Regions from separate parts of the Pan troglodytes genome. Here region 1 is linked to region 2. Evidence: chromatin contacts called from public Hi-C data. All regions are on one chromosome and are shown on one strand. The core of a region is the stretch at or near the end of the contact, and the rest is flanking DNA. Distances in the headings are between cores, read along the strand shown.

Region 1 (6,926 bases), core at 782-3,281, 500 kb after region 2:
GAGAGGAGATAAGGGAAGGAAGGAGGAGGATGAACCATTTGCCATCATGTAGATCTTGGTGTGTACTCTGAGTAGAATGGGAGCCATGGGAGGGTTTTGAGCTGAGGTGCAATATTGGGATGGTTAATTTCATAGGTAAATTTCACTGGTCGCAGGGTGCCCGGATTAAATATTAATTCTGCACGTGTCTGTGCTGGTGTTTTCAGAAGAGATTAGCATTTGAATGGGTGAACTCGCCCAGCTGAGTTATTCTTTTTTTGTGTGTGTAGAGACAGGGGTCTTGCTCTGTTGCCCAGGCTGGTCTCAAACTCCTGGCCTCAAGCAATTCTCTGGCCTTGTTCACCCAAAATGCTGGGATGACAGGTGTGAGCCACTGCATCCAGCCCTTTAAAGAAGTCTTTAAAGGACCTGAAGATGTTTAGTCTAAAAAAAAAAAAAGAAAAAGAAAAAAGACTGGGGCTAAGAGAGCCCTTTCTTCAGATACCTGAAAAGATGCTCTTACAAGGACCATTAAGGCTCAAGATAAGGAACAGCCTTGTGTCCGGCCAAGCTTTTCCACTGTGGAGCAGGCTGCTTTTCCACTGTGAGCTTTTGTCCCTGGAAGCAAGGCCCTGGGGGACCACCTGCAGGGTGCGGGGAGCACTGAGATCTGCCTGCCCTATTTCAGGTTGTCCATGCATGCATTCATTCCTGTGATATGGATGGGATTCCCATTGCCCGGTGTTGGGGTTCAAATATTACACAAGATCCAGCCCTAGCCCTCAAAGAAAGGAGAAGGCAGTAGGTGCTCTGATGGGGTGAGAGTGTCCATGAGGGGCCTTGTTCTGACTTGGGTGAGTAGAGTGATATCTACGACCAAGCTCAAAAGCACAAGCACTTTCAGCCGAGCTGAATACATCTAATGCATCTGTGGGTCTGTGTGTGTTGGGGACAAGGATGAGGAGAGAATCTGGGACCATGCTAGACATGGATGGAAAATACAACCAGAATGTAGCAAGTGAGAAGGGCTGGTGGAAACTCCTTCTCTCAGGGCCCAGACCAGGGGGAGGATTGTGAGCCTGGGGAGTCTGTCTTTATTTCAACTTCTGACATTTTGCTCACCGTCGATTTTCTGCATGATTTTGGATTTATTAAACATTGCATCAAAATACTATTTATCTTGGCCAGGCATGGTGGTTCATGCCCGTAATCCCAGCATTTTGGGAGGTCGAGGTGGGTGAATCACTTGAGGCCAGGAGTTCGAGATCAGCATGGCCAACATAGCAAAACCCTGTCTCTACTAAAAATACAAAAACTAGTTGGGCATGGTGGCACACGCCTGTAATCCCAGCTACTTGGGAAGCTGAGGCATGAGAATCGCTTGAACCCGGGAGTGGGAGGTTGCAGTGAGCCAACATCGCACCACTGCACTCCAGCCTGGGCGACAGAGTGAGACTCTGTCTCAAAAAAAAAAAAAAAGGTTGATTATTGATTATTTAGTTCTAGGGGGTGCTTAAATGTGGTTCACAGAGAATGGCACTGGGAAGGTGTCAGTGAAGAAAACATAGTCCCTGCCATTCTCACTCGCCATGTCCCAGGCACAGCCCGGCTGTGGGTTGGGAAGGTTTCCCAATATGGAACACTCTAGTGCAATGTGGGGAGTTTGCATCATAAAATCATAGGATGGGGCTTCAAATCATGGCCTGCCTAACCTGACCCCCTGCAAAGGGGCAGACTGAGGCTACGCAGTTTGTCCTGGGGGCCGGGATAGCTCTCCTGTCGGCTGATGGCTTGGGGAGGATTCTCCCGAAGTCCTTCTTATTCAGAAGCAAACTTCTTTTACCAGGCAGGGAGTGTTAAAGGGAAATGTGGCCGAGGAAATGAATGCGGCTGTCAGTATTTACCGGCTCATTATTTATTTATTTATGTAGGGGATTTCTGTTCTCTCTGCTAATCTTCATATAACATGCCTCATTGCCCTCTGAGGGCCCCGAGAGGATCCTCGCAGCATTTATAGGGTGGAATTTGTTCTTGAAGCTCTGTTTCTGGTTGCTCATTCCTCGCTTCCTTGCAAATACCAGAGAGGAAATGAGTCATCTCAGAGACAAGCCTCTCACTCATTCCTACCAGCTGCTGGCAAATCCAAGGCGTAATTGGCATTTGCAGGTAGGGTCCAAAGGAAAAAGCACATTTTTTTGTTTCAGTTTGAAGTCATGTGCTCAGCGACATCAAGCATTGAGAAGGGAGCCAGCCCCGGGCAAGGCAGAGACAAAGGGGGTTGGGGAGCTTGGGTGGAGGGCCCAAGGGCCCAGCCCGTGCCCACACACATGGTGTGACTGGCCTCCTGTCTATTAAACTCTCTCTACTACAATACTGTGGTCTTTCTTTATGCAGTGGGCAGGAAGAACCCCTCGGGCAGTGACATCTCTCAAATATTGTACATTGTATTCAACAGATAATCTTGCAACCCTCACCCCCCTCCTTCCCTCCCGCTTTTTGGAGTCTCCAGTGTCTATTACTTCCATCTTTCTGTCCATGTAGAATTTAGACCTCCTAAGGGCCATGTGGAGCCACTGAAGATGGGGAGTGCCATGGTCAGATTTGCACTTTTGGGGGGTCCGTTTGTTGACAAAAAGAGTCAAACTCTGTAAAATATTTGAAGAGATTTATTCTGAGCCGAATGTGAGTGACCATCGCCTGGGACACAGCCCTCAGGAAGTCCTGGGAACTTGTGCCCAAGGTGGTTGGGGCGCAGCTTGGTTTTATGCATTTTAGGGAGACATGAGACATCAATCAAATACATTTAAGAAATATAAGCTGGGCACGGTGGCTCACACCTGTAATCCCAGCACTTCGGGAGGCTGAGGCGGGCAGATCACCTGAGGTCAGGACCTCGAGACCAGCCTGACCAACATGGTGAAACTCTGTCTCTACTAAAAATACAAAAATTAGCCATGCGTGGTGGCCAGTACCTGTAGTCCCAGCTGCACGAGAGGCTGAGCCAGGAGAATTGCTTGAACCTGGGAGGCGGAGGTTGCAGTGAGCCGAGGTGGTACTACTGCACTCCAGCCTGGGCGACGGAGCGAGACTCCATCTCAAAAAAAAAAAAAAAAGAAAAAAGAAAAAGAAAAAAAGAAATACATTGGTTTGGTCCAGGAAGGCTGGACAACTCGAAGCGGGGGGTTTCCAGCTTATAGGTCGATTAAAAATTTTGCTGGTTGACAATTGGCTGAGTTTATCTGAAGACCTGGGATCCGTAAAAAGGAATGCCAGCCGGGCATGATGACTCACGCTTGTAATCCCAGCACTTTGGGAGGCCAAGGCGGGTGGATCATGAGGTCAGGAGTTCAAGACCAGCCTGGCCAACACAGTGAAACCCCGTCTCTACTAAAAGTACATAAATTAGCTGGGCATGGTGGCAGGCGCCTGTAATCCCAGCTACTCAGGAGGCTGAGGCAGGAGAATTGCTTGAACCCGGGAGGCAGAGGTTGCAGTGAGCCGAGATCTCGCCACTGCACTCCAGCCTGGGTGACAGAGTGAGACTCCGTCTCAAAAAAAAAAAGAGGAATGCCCGGGTTCAGATAAACGATTATGGAGACCCAAGTTCTTATTTGCAGAGGAAGCTTTTAGGTACTAGGCTTTAGAGAAAAGAGGTTGTAAAATGTTTCTTACCAGACTTAAAGTCTGTATTGATGTTAATGCTGGAGAGATATCATGAGGCCTGTCTGACCCCCACTTCCCATCATGGCCTGAAACAGTCTCTCGGGTTAAATTTTAAAATAGCCGTGGCTAAGGAGGAAGTATATTCGGATGGTTGAGGGGCCTTAGAATTTCATTTTTGTTTACACATTATATTTGTATGTATTTATGGGGTACATGGGAAATTTTGTTACCTGCATAGAATGTGTAATTGTTACCAGAAAGGGGTCCTGATCCAGACCCCAAGAGAAGGTTCTTGGATCTCATGAAAGAAAGAATTCAGGGCAAGTCCATAGAGTAAAGTGAAAGCAAGTTTATTAAAGGAATAAAGAATGGTTACTCCATAGGCAGGGCTGCTGGTTGCCCATTTTTATGGTTATTTCTTGATGATATGCTAAACAAGAGGTGGATTATTCATGCCACCCCTTTTTAGACCATATAGGGTAACTTCCTGACGTTGCCATGGCATTTGTAAACTGTCATGGCGCCGGTGGGAGTGTAGCAGTAAGGATGACCAGAGGTCACTCTCGTCACCATCTTGGTTTTGGTGTGTTTTGGCTGGCTTCTTTACTGCAACCTGTTTTATCAGCAAGGTCTTCATGACCTGTATCTTGTGCCAACCTCCTATCTCATCCTGTGACTAAGAATGCCTCAACCTCCTGGGAAGGCAGCCCAGTGGGTCTCAGCCTTATTTTACCCAGCCCCTATTCAAGATGGAGTCACTCTGGTTCAAACGCCTCTGACATAATGATCAAGTCAGGCCATTTGGGGTATATCCATCATCTGAGTATTTATCTTTTCTATGTATTGGGTACATTTCAAGTTCTTTCTTCCAGATATTTTGAAATGTGCAATACATTGTTGTTCACTATACTCTGTGCTTTAAAATCTTGCTGCAGAAGAGATGTGGCTCATAGCTAGAAGCAGGGAGTGGGGGACACAGGGAGACTATTAGAACACTGCAGTTCCCTGGGGAAGATGGTGGACTTGGGAAGAGGCAGTGGGGACAGGTGGGATAGGCTCCCAAGGAAGGAGGATGGACAGATCCAACACATAGGGGAAGGGCCACATCTCCCCTGTAACAGGAGGGTAGGTGGGAATCTGGTTCAGGTGGAGGCAAACTGGTTTGGCAACAGAGGACTGAGTGACTTCCCACTGGGTGGTTTCCGTTTGCTCCAATAAATAGCAGGCGACGTCATCAGCTGAAAGTGAGAAGTGGTTGGAGATCTGAGAACAGGGAAGACTGAAATAGCTGCAGTGAAGACCCAAGAAGGAGTTTTCCGGGTAGACTTAGCAGGCTTCTCTGGCTGTATCAAGTGGCCAGTTTAGGTTTGAGGACATACATTGATAGTGACAACTCTGTGTGCCTGTACATTTTTCTCCAGTCTTATTCAGTCGTTGGGGTATTGGTCCAGAAAATGCAGGTGGTTGGTTCAATCCCAGGTTGTGGTTTTGCCATGTGAGTGCAGTGATAGGTCAGTGGTACAAGAGGTAAAACAGTAAGAGGGTGTGGAAGTGATGGAGAACAGACTGTAAGCTGGGGACAAAAAGAAGAGAAATGCATAGCAAAAATAGAGGAGTAGTATCTGCAGATGGCCAGGATTCAAATCCCAGCTCAACCTGGGATAGAGTCGGATGACTTAGAGCTATTTTTTCTTAAACTCTCTGTGCCTCAGTTTCTTCATCTGTAAAATGGGGAGCACAGTAGCACATAACTCATCATGTTATTACGTGATCGAATTAACAAGGAGTTAATAAATGTAAAGTGCTGAAAACACAGTTACATGCTAGCTCTCATTACTTTGTTGTTGCTATTGTTATTTATTTTTATTTATTTATTTATTTTTGAGACAGAGTCTTGCTCTGTTGCCAGGCTGGAGTGCAGTGACGCGATCTTGGCTCACTGCAACCTCCATCTCCCAGGTTCAAGTGATTCCCCTGCCTCAGCCTCCCAAGTAGCTGGGACTACAGGCACAGCCACCATGTCCGGCTAATTTTTTGTATTTTAGTAGAGACAGGATTTCACCATGTTGGCCAGAATTTTTCTGGTCTTGATCTCCTGACCTCATGATCCACCTGCCTTGGCCTCCCAAAGTGCTGGGATTACAGGCGTGAGCCACCGTGCCTGGCCATTTTTTTTTTGTTTTTGTTTTTTTTTTTAGCCATCAAGTAGCCTGAGGGCTTCCCTCCAAATAGGTTTAGTGGGAGTAAGTGAATGAGAGAACCAGAAGAACAGGAGCCTGAGGTCAGAGTGAGATGTCCCAAATGGGGCCAGGATGGAACCATGGGAACAGGGGCTTTCCAGGGAGGATGAGGGTCAGTCGAGATAGGGAGTTTGGGACATAGCTCAGCACTGACTTGGTAGATGAGTCACAGGCTGGGTTCTCCTGTACACTGTCGCTGTGCTCAGCCAGCATTTCAGACCATCTGCTCCATCTGGTGAAGTGAGCAGTGCTAATATTGCTGGAAAGGGGTCCCGATCCAGAGGCCAAGAGACGGTTCCTGGATCTTGCACAAGAAAGAATTCAGGGCAAGCCATAGAGTTAAGTGAAAGCAAGTTTATTAAGAAAGTAAAGGGTTAAAAGGATGGCTACTCCACAGGCAGAGCAGTCCCAAAGGCTGCTGGTTGCCCATGTTTATGGTTATTTCTTGATGATATGCTAAACAAGAGGTGAATTATTCATGAGTTTTCCAGGAAAGGAGTGGGCAATTCCCAGAATTGAGGGTTCCTCCCCTTTTCACACCATAAAGGGTAACTTCCTGACATTGCTGTGGCATTTGTAAACTGTTATGGCATTGGTGGGAGTGTCTTTTAGCATGCTAATGCGTGATAATTAGCATAGAGTGAGCCTTGAGGAAGACCAGAGGTCACTCTCATCACCATCTTGGTTTTGGTGGATCTTGGCCAGCTTCTTTACCGCAACTGTTTTATCTGCAAGGTCTTTATGACCTGTATCTTGTGCCAACCTCCTATCTCATCCTGTCACTAAGAACACCTAGCCTCCTGGGAATGCAGCCCAGTAGGTCTCAGCTTTATCTTACCCATCCCCTATTCAAGATGGAGTTGCTCTGGTTCAAATCCCTCTGACACTAATATCAAGTCTTAGAGTGGTAGATGAAGAAAAGAGGCTGTCCTTCCCCTGGAAGGTTAGGAAAGGGCTTCTGGAAGAGGGTCCCTGGGCCTTGAAAAGAGGGTGGGATGTGGACGGAAAGGGCATCCCGATACGGACACGGCATGGATAGTCCTT
Region 2 (7,368 bases), core at 242-2,741:
TTTTTTGCATATACATTTCTATGTTAAAAATCAAAACTTAATACACAGGCAAAAACAAAACAAGAAACCAAGCCCCAGAAAAAACCAAAACAACCGCAAAAACAAAAACAAAAACTTTAATGAGATCAAAATGATGAGGGGAAAACGACCAGCTCCGTTTAGCTTTGCTGCCTGATTTTTATTAGTTGGCGGCCTGATTTCTATTTTAGACCCAAGGAATTAAATGGATCAACGGGGAGGGGGGGGGGCGTTGAATTCCAGTATTTCGAGTTCCTGGGTTTTGGGAAGAGGAAGAGGTAGTGGAAAACCAGGAGCCAAATGAATATGCTTCTTATAATAAAATTTGAACAGAGCAGTGGGTGGGCCTAGAAGCAGTGAATGGGTAGGTTAGAATTCTCGCACGCAGAGAACCCCCTCAAGCCCGCTCACGCCCGGCCTGGCTCCGAAAGTCTCAGAATCCGAGCCTCCAGGCCAGATTTTCCCTCTAGCCATTCCTGGCCACGCAGCGCGGAGCCGCGAGCACACAGAAAAGGATGTCTTCATCGCCAACCGGGATGGAACGAACCCGCCCGCTCGGGGAGTACTGAGAACTAAAGGGTCCCTCCAGCGCCGGCCGCAGCCAGCATGCCTTGACTGCCTCCATCCCGCGCGGTCCCCACTCTCCAGAAGCCCCCGCCCTGCCCGGGTGCGCGCGCACGAGTCGGCGAGACGGGGAGCTGTGCGCTCGGCAGCCTGCGGGAGGCGGCGGCGGCCGACAGCCTCTCGGGGACAGGGTGGCGAAGAGCGGCGGAGGAGGAGCTGGCGCCGCCGCCGCTCCCCTCGGACCGCGCCCCGCCCTCCGCCGCCACCTGCGCGTCCCCTCCGGGCTCCTCAGCTCCGGGGCTGTGTGGCTCTCGGTGCCGCAGCGGCGGTGTCACCGCGTCCGCCAATTGGGAGACTCGGCGTTTGGCTCCCGGGGGCGCGGGACGAGCCGCGCGGCCGGATCTGGCGAGCGGAGGGTGATTCGGCGCGCGTACCTCCCCGCTGCGCTGCCCGCGACGTTTTGGGAGGGGGTAGAGAACTGCTGTGACTTTTGAGGTCCGACTCCTTCCGGCCAGCCTCGCGACGCGCCAGCTCCGAGACAGGCCGGTGTGCCCTGAAGGCCCCGAAGGCTCTCGGCGCGGTTTGGGGGCTTGGAACGTGTCCGGGAGCCGGCGGCGCTGTGCGCGCTGGTGAGTTTGCCGGCGGGGTGGGGTGGACCCCGCGCGGGGGGCGGAGAGGACGTAGCGCTCGGCCCGGCGCCCGCCCCCTAGTGCTGCTCCCACTTTGAGAGTAATTGAGACTTGAGCGTGACTGCGGAGCCTGGAGGATGCGGGCGCCCCGAGCGGGCTTCCCCTCTGCCCGGAGCGATGGAGCGGGTCGGTGAGCGGAACAAAGGCGCCCGCCCGGGGGAGCGGGTCTTCCGCTGAAGAGCGCGGGTGGCGCGCCGCGACGGCCGCCTGCGGGCCAGGGTGGAGGCTGTGCGGCCCCAGGCGCAGCGCGCTCCGCCGTGGGCGGGCGGCGATCCCTGAGCCCGGCACCTGCGCGCCGCTCCCTCTGCGCCTCCCGGGCAGCCCCGCCTGCCGGCCTCGGAGTCCGCGGCGCCGGCGGCTAGAGGTCCAGAGGCGAACCACTTGCTGGTGCAGAAGAGAAACCCCCAAGTTCCTGGCCTTTCGCGGAGACGCCTGGAAGGGGTCGTGCGCCGTGGACTGATCAGGCGTCTCGGGGAGCACTTCTGCAGAGCGAGGACTTCCATGTGAGCGATTCCGTTCTCCCCACCACCAACCCGACCTCCCAGCCGTCTCCGCCGCCCGAGCATCCTTGAGGTGGGACGAGCAGGGGCTTGGATCCCTGCCGGCCGTCTGGTGTGTGAGGCTTGCACGGCCCCTGGCTGCCCCGCGCCTCGCCGGAGCCCGAGGGGGCGCGGGTCCGGGGCGAGGGCCGGCCGGGCTGTTTGATGGCTTCACTGAGAAGAGTCAAAGTGCTGTTGGTGTTGAACTTGATCGCGGTAGCTGGCTTCGTGCTCTTCCTGGCCAAGTGCCGGCCCATCGCGGTGCGCAGCGGAGACGCCTTCCACGAGATCCGGCCGCGCGCCGAGGTGGCCAACCTCAGCGCGCACAGCGCCAGCCCCATCCAGGATGCGGTCTTGAAGCGCCTGTCGCTGCTGGAGGACATCGTGTACCGGCAGCTGAATGGTAAGGACGCACGCCGGCGCCTCCGGGGCTCGGCGCGGACGGGCCAGGCACAGGGTGAGCCCCAGGGTCCCTGCGCGCTGCGTCCTGTGCCTGGGAGCCGGCACATCCTGGCTCCCGCGCGCTCCTTCTTACCCTTCCTGCCCCGTTTCGGGCAGATGGCCGGGGCTGCTGGAAAGAACAACTTGCCTGATTCTTTTCTGTGCCCCACCTGCAAATTTGGTTTTATCCTGGAAACATGTCAGTACAGTTGGCTCCCGGTCCCCGCGTGCGGACTGGAAATCATTCCCTGGCGACTCCAGCCCGAGCGCAGAAACTAGTGGAGCGGCCAAATGGGACTGGAGGCGCGCGGGCAGACGTGTAGGAGGAAAATAGTGTTAGAGCCCAGCGTTTGGTGTGGTACCAGTAGGGAGCCTGGGAGATTGGAGGGCTTAGATGTCTGCAGACAAAGTCAAGGCCCCAGGTCGCGGAGCTAATGCGCTTAGGTAGTATATGGGAGGAATATGTCATCTGTCTATGAGGCGAGCTGCTCAGCTAAGAATGAGGACTCCTCCCTTCCTGCCGCCTGTGTTTCTCCTTGGGGGCTGCGGAGGGGCGATTGTTAAAGCTCAGGGTGGGCCTGCGAAGTTTCCAGAATGTAGCAAAGAGAGATGTGGCATCCCATTAGTGACAATTGTCAGAATCTGTCCCATCTAAAATGTTGTGCTCAGTACTTCAGGAGAAGAGGGAGACTTTTTATGTGCTCTCGTCACACCTGGGCCAGGTCATTGGACACTAGCTGTCCCCAACCTCAGAGTGAGTGTTACCTACCTGAGTACAGGCAGGTTTCCAGGATGCGTGGGGTTATCCAAGGCAGATACGTACTTAGGTACAGACTACCTCCTCCCTTTCTGAGCTTGTAACTCATGTTCTCAAACGAACTGCAGATAATCAGGAAGATCGTGATAATAATAACTGATGGAATTCTTGCTCTGTGCCAGATGCGTGCAAAGACATTACAAGTACATTATCTCACTGTATGTTCACATCTGTCCAGCGAGGCTCCACCCATCCCCAGAGGGGAAATGAGAAGACTAAGCGAGGGGAGGTTAACTAAGTTGCCCTGTGTTAAATAAGATATAACTGCGCCTCAAACCTCTGTAATCGGAATAATAGTAGAGTTTGGAATCAGAACCCTGTGTCTGGTTGACCACAGAGCCTGTGCGCTTGACCTCTTAGGCACAAACTTCTATCCATGGTTTTCCCCTAAGTGAAAGGAGTATTAGGTTTGTTGAAAACAGAAATATGTGGAATTGCAAATACAGACATATACCTTCTCACATTGGAGGATCTCAACTGTCTTCACTGTGGTGGCAAGGGGCAGGGAGAAGGAGGATGGCAAATGGTTCTTTTCAGGCTCACCAAAGATCCCTGCTGGGTACTGGGGGAGGGATGGGATGGAGGGAGAGGGGTGGTCAGATCTCTGAGCAGGTGAAAGGAAGCTGCGGTCTTCTCGAAGCCATTTGACAGATATCCAGGGGATGCCTTGAACTTGCAGGGTATATGGGCTGACTGTCAGGGTAGCCCACGGAAGTAATGCAGAAGCTCTTCTCTCAGATGTCAGAAATATGGCACAGAATGCGACAAAAACCCATAGTTCATTTCTGTAGGAATCAGAAACTTACGGGGTGGCCTTATAATTTGGGATAGATTCCTGCCGTAGACATATCCATAGGAACTTCAAAGGATAACCTGGTTTCCCTCATCAGGCTTTTCTCAGGGACACAGGTTATTTTAGTATCAGTTTCTTTATGTTTTTTTTTTTTTCTTTTTTTTTTGAGACAGGGTCTTCTCGCTCTGTCACCCTGGCTGGAGTGCAGTGGTGCAATCATAGCTCACTGAAGCTTCAAACTCCTGGGCTCAAGTCATTCTCTGGCCTCAGCCTCCCAAGTAGCTGGGTCTACAAGTGTGCATCACCATGCCCTGCTAATTTTTTAATTTTTTGTAGACACAGGGTCTTGCTAGGTTGTCCAGGCTGGTCTCGAATTCCTGGCTTCAAGCAATCCTCCTGCCTGGGCCTCCCAAAGTGTTGGGATGACAGGCGTGAGCCACCATGCCTGGCCCCAGTATTAGTTTCAATTAGGAGCATTAAATATTATATAGCTGTACCCTAACTTCCCTCATAGGAATAATAAAATTCTATAATAATAACTGATGGAATTCTTGCTGTGTGCCAAATGTGTGCAGAGACATTACAAGTGCATTATCTCACTGTATGTTCACATCTGTCCAGAGAGGCTCCACCCATCCCCAGTTGAGAAATGAGAAAACTAGGTGAAGGGAGGTTAGGAGGCTACTTTCTACTTGCCACAGACATACGTGAACCCACTGAATCTTTACAATGACTTGCGAGATGGGTGCTCTGACACCCGCCTGAACAACTTGCTCACAGTCTCCCAGCTAGTGAGTGTGAGAGCTGGGAATCGAACCTGGAATGTCAGGCTCCAGAATGGAGGTTCTTAGCTCCTGCACCAGTGTCTTGATCTTAAGCATGTGCATCAGAATCACTGAAGAGCCCTTTAAGACAGATTTCTGGGCCTCCCGCCCAGGTCTCAGGTGAAGCCTGAGAATTTGCCTCTCTAACAAACTTGGGACAGGGCCCTCGACCCACTGCCCGACACTCTGCTGCCTACATCAAGCAGAGTAAAGGTAGAAAACCCATCCAACCTCCAAAGCCAGCTCATTTTGGGGACTTAAGCTGAGAGCTTGCTTCAGATCAACTGGCGTCTGGCTTCCTTCTCTGTGGCCTTCTGCCCTGTAAACAGTTCCCGGACTGGTGGAGTCGGGTGCTGTGGGGTGGGAAGGCTGAGTTTTCCTGACTTGCAAGTTGGCAGCAAGGCCAAGTTGAGAGCTTTTCCTGGGCAAGCTAAGAATGCAAGCTGCGACTAGGCAGATGTTATCATCCTGACTGCCTAGTGTCATCTGCAGTGACATGAAGCCTGCAGAAAAAGAGCAGGGAAAAATTGTGAAATATAGGGGGCTCTTCCTCTCTCTCCACCTGGCCCCTCAAGCACCTTCATCCTCTGCCGGTGCTTGTTTTGGGTAATGTGTGTCCCATCTGTTGATGCCCTCTGCCTGCTGCAGTGGGAGGCTGCTCCGAGAAGGCAAAGGGCTCCTAGTGCCTGGGGAGACACGTGCTTTCTTGCTCTGCAGCCGGTCTTCATTCATTGCTCCCGAGGGTGGAGAAGGAAACCTTGACCTTAATGTTCTTTATTCCCTTGGAATTAATGGAGAGGCTGCTAGAGCCAGTGCACTGTGCATGTAAGAGGGCCAAAGCCACTTGGTACAGAGTGGGAGCCAGGCATTTTAAAGGTTGCTCAAGTTTCTTAAATCTTTCCTGTGGACTCCTGTGAAGTCCAAGCAGGTGGGATTTATGGAGGGCTCTACCTCCTCCTGGCTTCCTCTTCTTTTTTTTGAGATGGAGTCTCGCTGTGTCGCCAGGCTGGAGTGCAGTGGTGCGATCTCCGCTCGCTGCAGTCTCCACTTCCTGGGTTCAAGTGACTTTCCTGCCTCAGCTCCCGAGTAGCTGGGACTACAGGCACCCGCCACCATGCCCGGCTAATTTTTGTGTTTTTAGTAGAGACGGGGTTTTGCCATGTTGGTCAGGCTGGTGTTGAGTTCCTGACCTCAAGTGATCCGCCTATTTCGGCCTCCCAAAGTGCTGGGATTACAGGTGTAAGCCACCGTGCCCTGCCTGTAGGCTTCTTTTTTTTTGAGTCAGAGTCTCACTCTGTCACTCAGGCTGGAGTGCAGTGATGCAATTATAGCTCATTGCAACCTCTACTTCCCGGGCTCAAGTGATCCTCCCACCTCAGCCTCCTTAGTAGCAGGGACTACAAGTACATGCCACCATGCTTAGCTAATTTTTGTATTTTTTGTAGAGATGGGGTTCTGCCATGTTGCCAGGGCTGGTTTCAAGTGATCCCCACCCCCACCCCCTTTTCACCCCCCTTTCACCCCACGCCCCACCCCCGGCCTTGGCCTCCCAAAGTGCTGGGATTAGAGGTGTGAGCCACAGCGCCTTGATAGGCCTTTTAAGGGCTGGAATCATATTTTTGACTTTTTTTTTTTTTTTTTTGAGACGGAGTCTCGCTCTGTCTCCCAGGCTGGAGCGCAGTGGCGCGATCTCGGCTCACTGCAAGCTCCGCCTCCCGGGTTCACGCCATTCTCCTGCCTCAGCCTCCCGAGTAGCTGGGACTACAGGCACCCGCCACCACGCCCAGCTAATTTTTTGTATTTTTAGTAGAGACGGGGTTTCACCGTGTTCGCCAGGATGGTCTCGATCTCCTGACCTCGTGATCCGCCCGCCTCGGCCTCTCAAGGTGCTGGGATTACAGGGCCACCGCGCCCGGCCATTTTGGACTTTTAATACCACCGCCATCCCTCAGCACACCACAGCCCCTTGCACTTAATGGGGCACTTAAGGTTTATTGGTTGATCAAGTTGTTGGGAGCTAGTTTGAGGAGGTAAATGATGGCCAGATAGGAAATAACCTCCAGGCTGTAAAGTCTGGGTTGCGTTGGATGGATGTGGAGAGGGGTGGGGGCTGGGAGGACTCAGCTAGAGAGACAGTGTGAGGAAGCCATCTTGCCTGCGCCATCTTGAGGCTAGTCTTCACCTTCCTGGCTGAAGGGAACGAGATCCTTCGAGGCCCTCGGAAGTGAGCCAGGTTAGGAATAGGCAAATTTCAGCGTGTTTTCGTTAAATGTATGATTTCATAACATGAATATGGCTTTATAGTTAAGCCTTGAAACAATGCAGAGATTAGGGATGCCAACACTTGCACAGTCAAAAATCCAAGTATAATTTTTGACTCCCCCAAAACTTAACTGTTAATAGCCTGCTCTTGACCAGAAGGCTTACTGGTAACATAAGCAGTTGATTAACACTTATTTTCTATCTTGTGTGTATTATACACTATATTGTTATAAAAAGTAAGCTAAAGAAAAGGAAATGTTATTAAGAAAATTGTATGGGCTGGGCGCATTGCCTCATGCCTGTAATCCCTGTACTATGGGAAGCTGAGGTGAGAAGATCAGTTGAGGCCAGGAATTTTAGACCAACCTGGGCAACACAGCAAGACCTCATCTTTACAAAAATCAGCTGGGCATGGTGGTGC

The links. A called contact is a pair of places that touch in the nucleus more often than the background predicts.
Region 1: a Hi-C map of stem cell-derived neural progenitor cells shows a contact between it and region 2, with 2.3 times the contacts expected there. The contact joins the enhancer-like site here to the promoter of GALNT17 in region 2. A contact is called at or near these places in 1 of 7 Hi-C or Micro-C datasets (stem cell-derived neural progenitor cells) and 1 of 1 datasets of contacts at active chromatin or transcription factors (stem cell-derived excitatory neurons).

What each region holds. Positions count from the first base shown.
Region 1 is chr6:80,255,865-80,262,790 of NHGRI_mPanTro3-v2.0_pri, forward strand. All of the region lies in intron 6 of GALNT17 (polypeptide N-acetylgalactosaminyltransferase 17), which reads left to right. Among named protein-coding and RNA genes, the nearest start is that of GALNT17, 500 kb to the left of the region's middle. Within about 2 kb of position 2,032, at least 8 of the 24 cell types and tissues checked have an H3K27ac peak or open chromatin away from gene starts, as enhancers often do. A contact at or near this core is called in stem cell-derived neural progenitor cells, where this site is marked.
Region 2 is chr6:79,753,941-79,761,308 of NHGRI_mPanTro3-v2.0_pri, forward strand. It overlaps GALNT17 (polypeptide N-acetylgalactosaminyltransferase 17), which reads left to right and starts at 1,492. Exons shown (of 11, transcript XM_016957563.4): 1 at 1,492-2,213. The coding sequence starts at 1,976.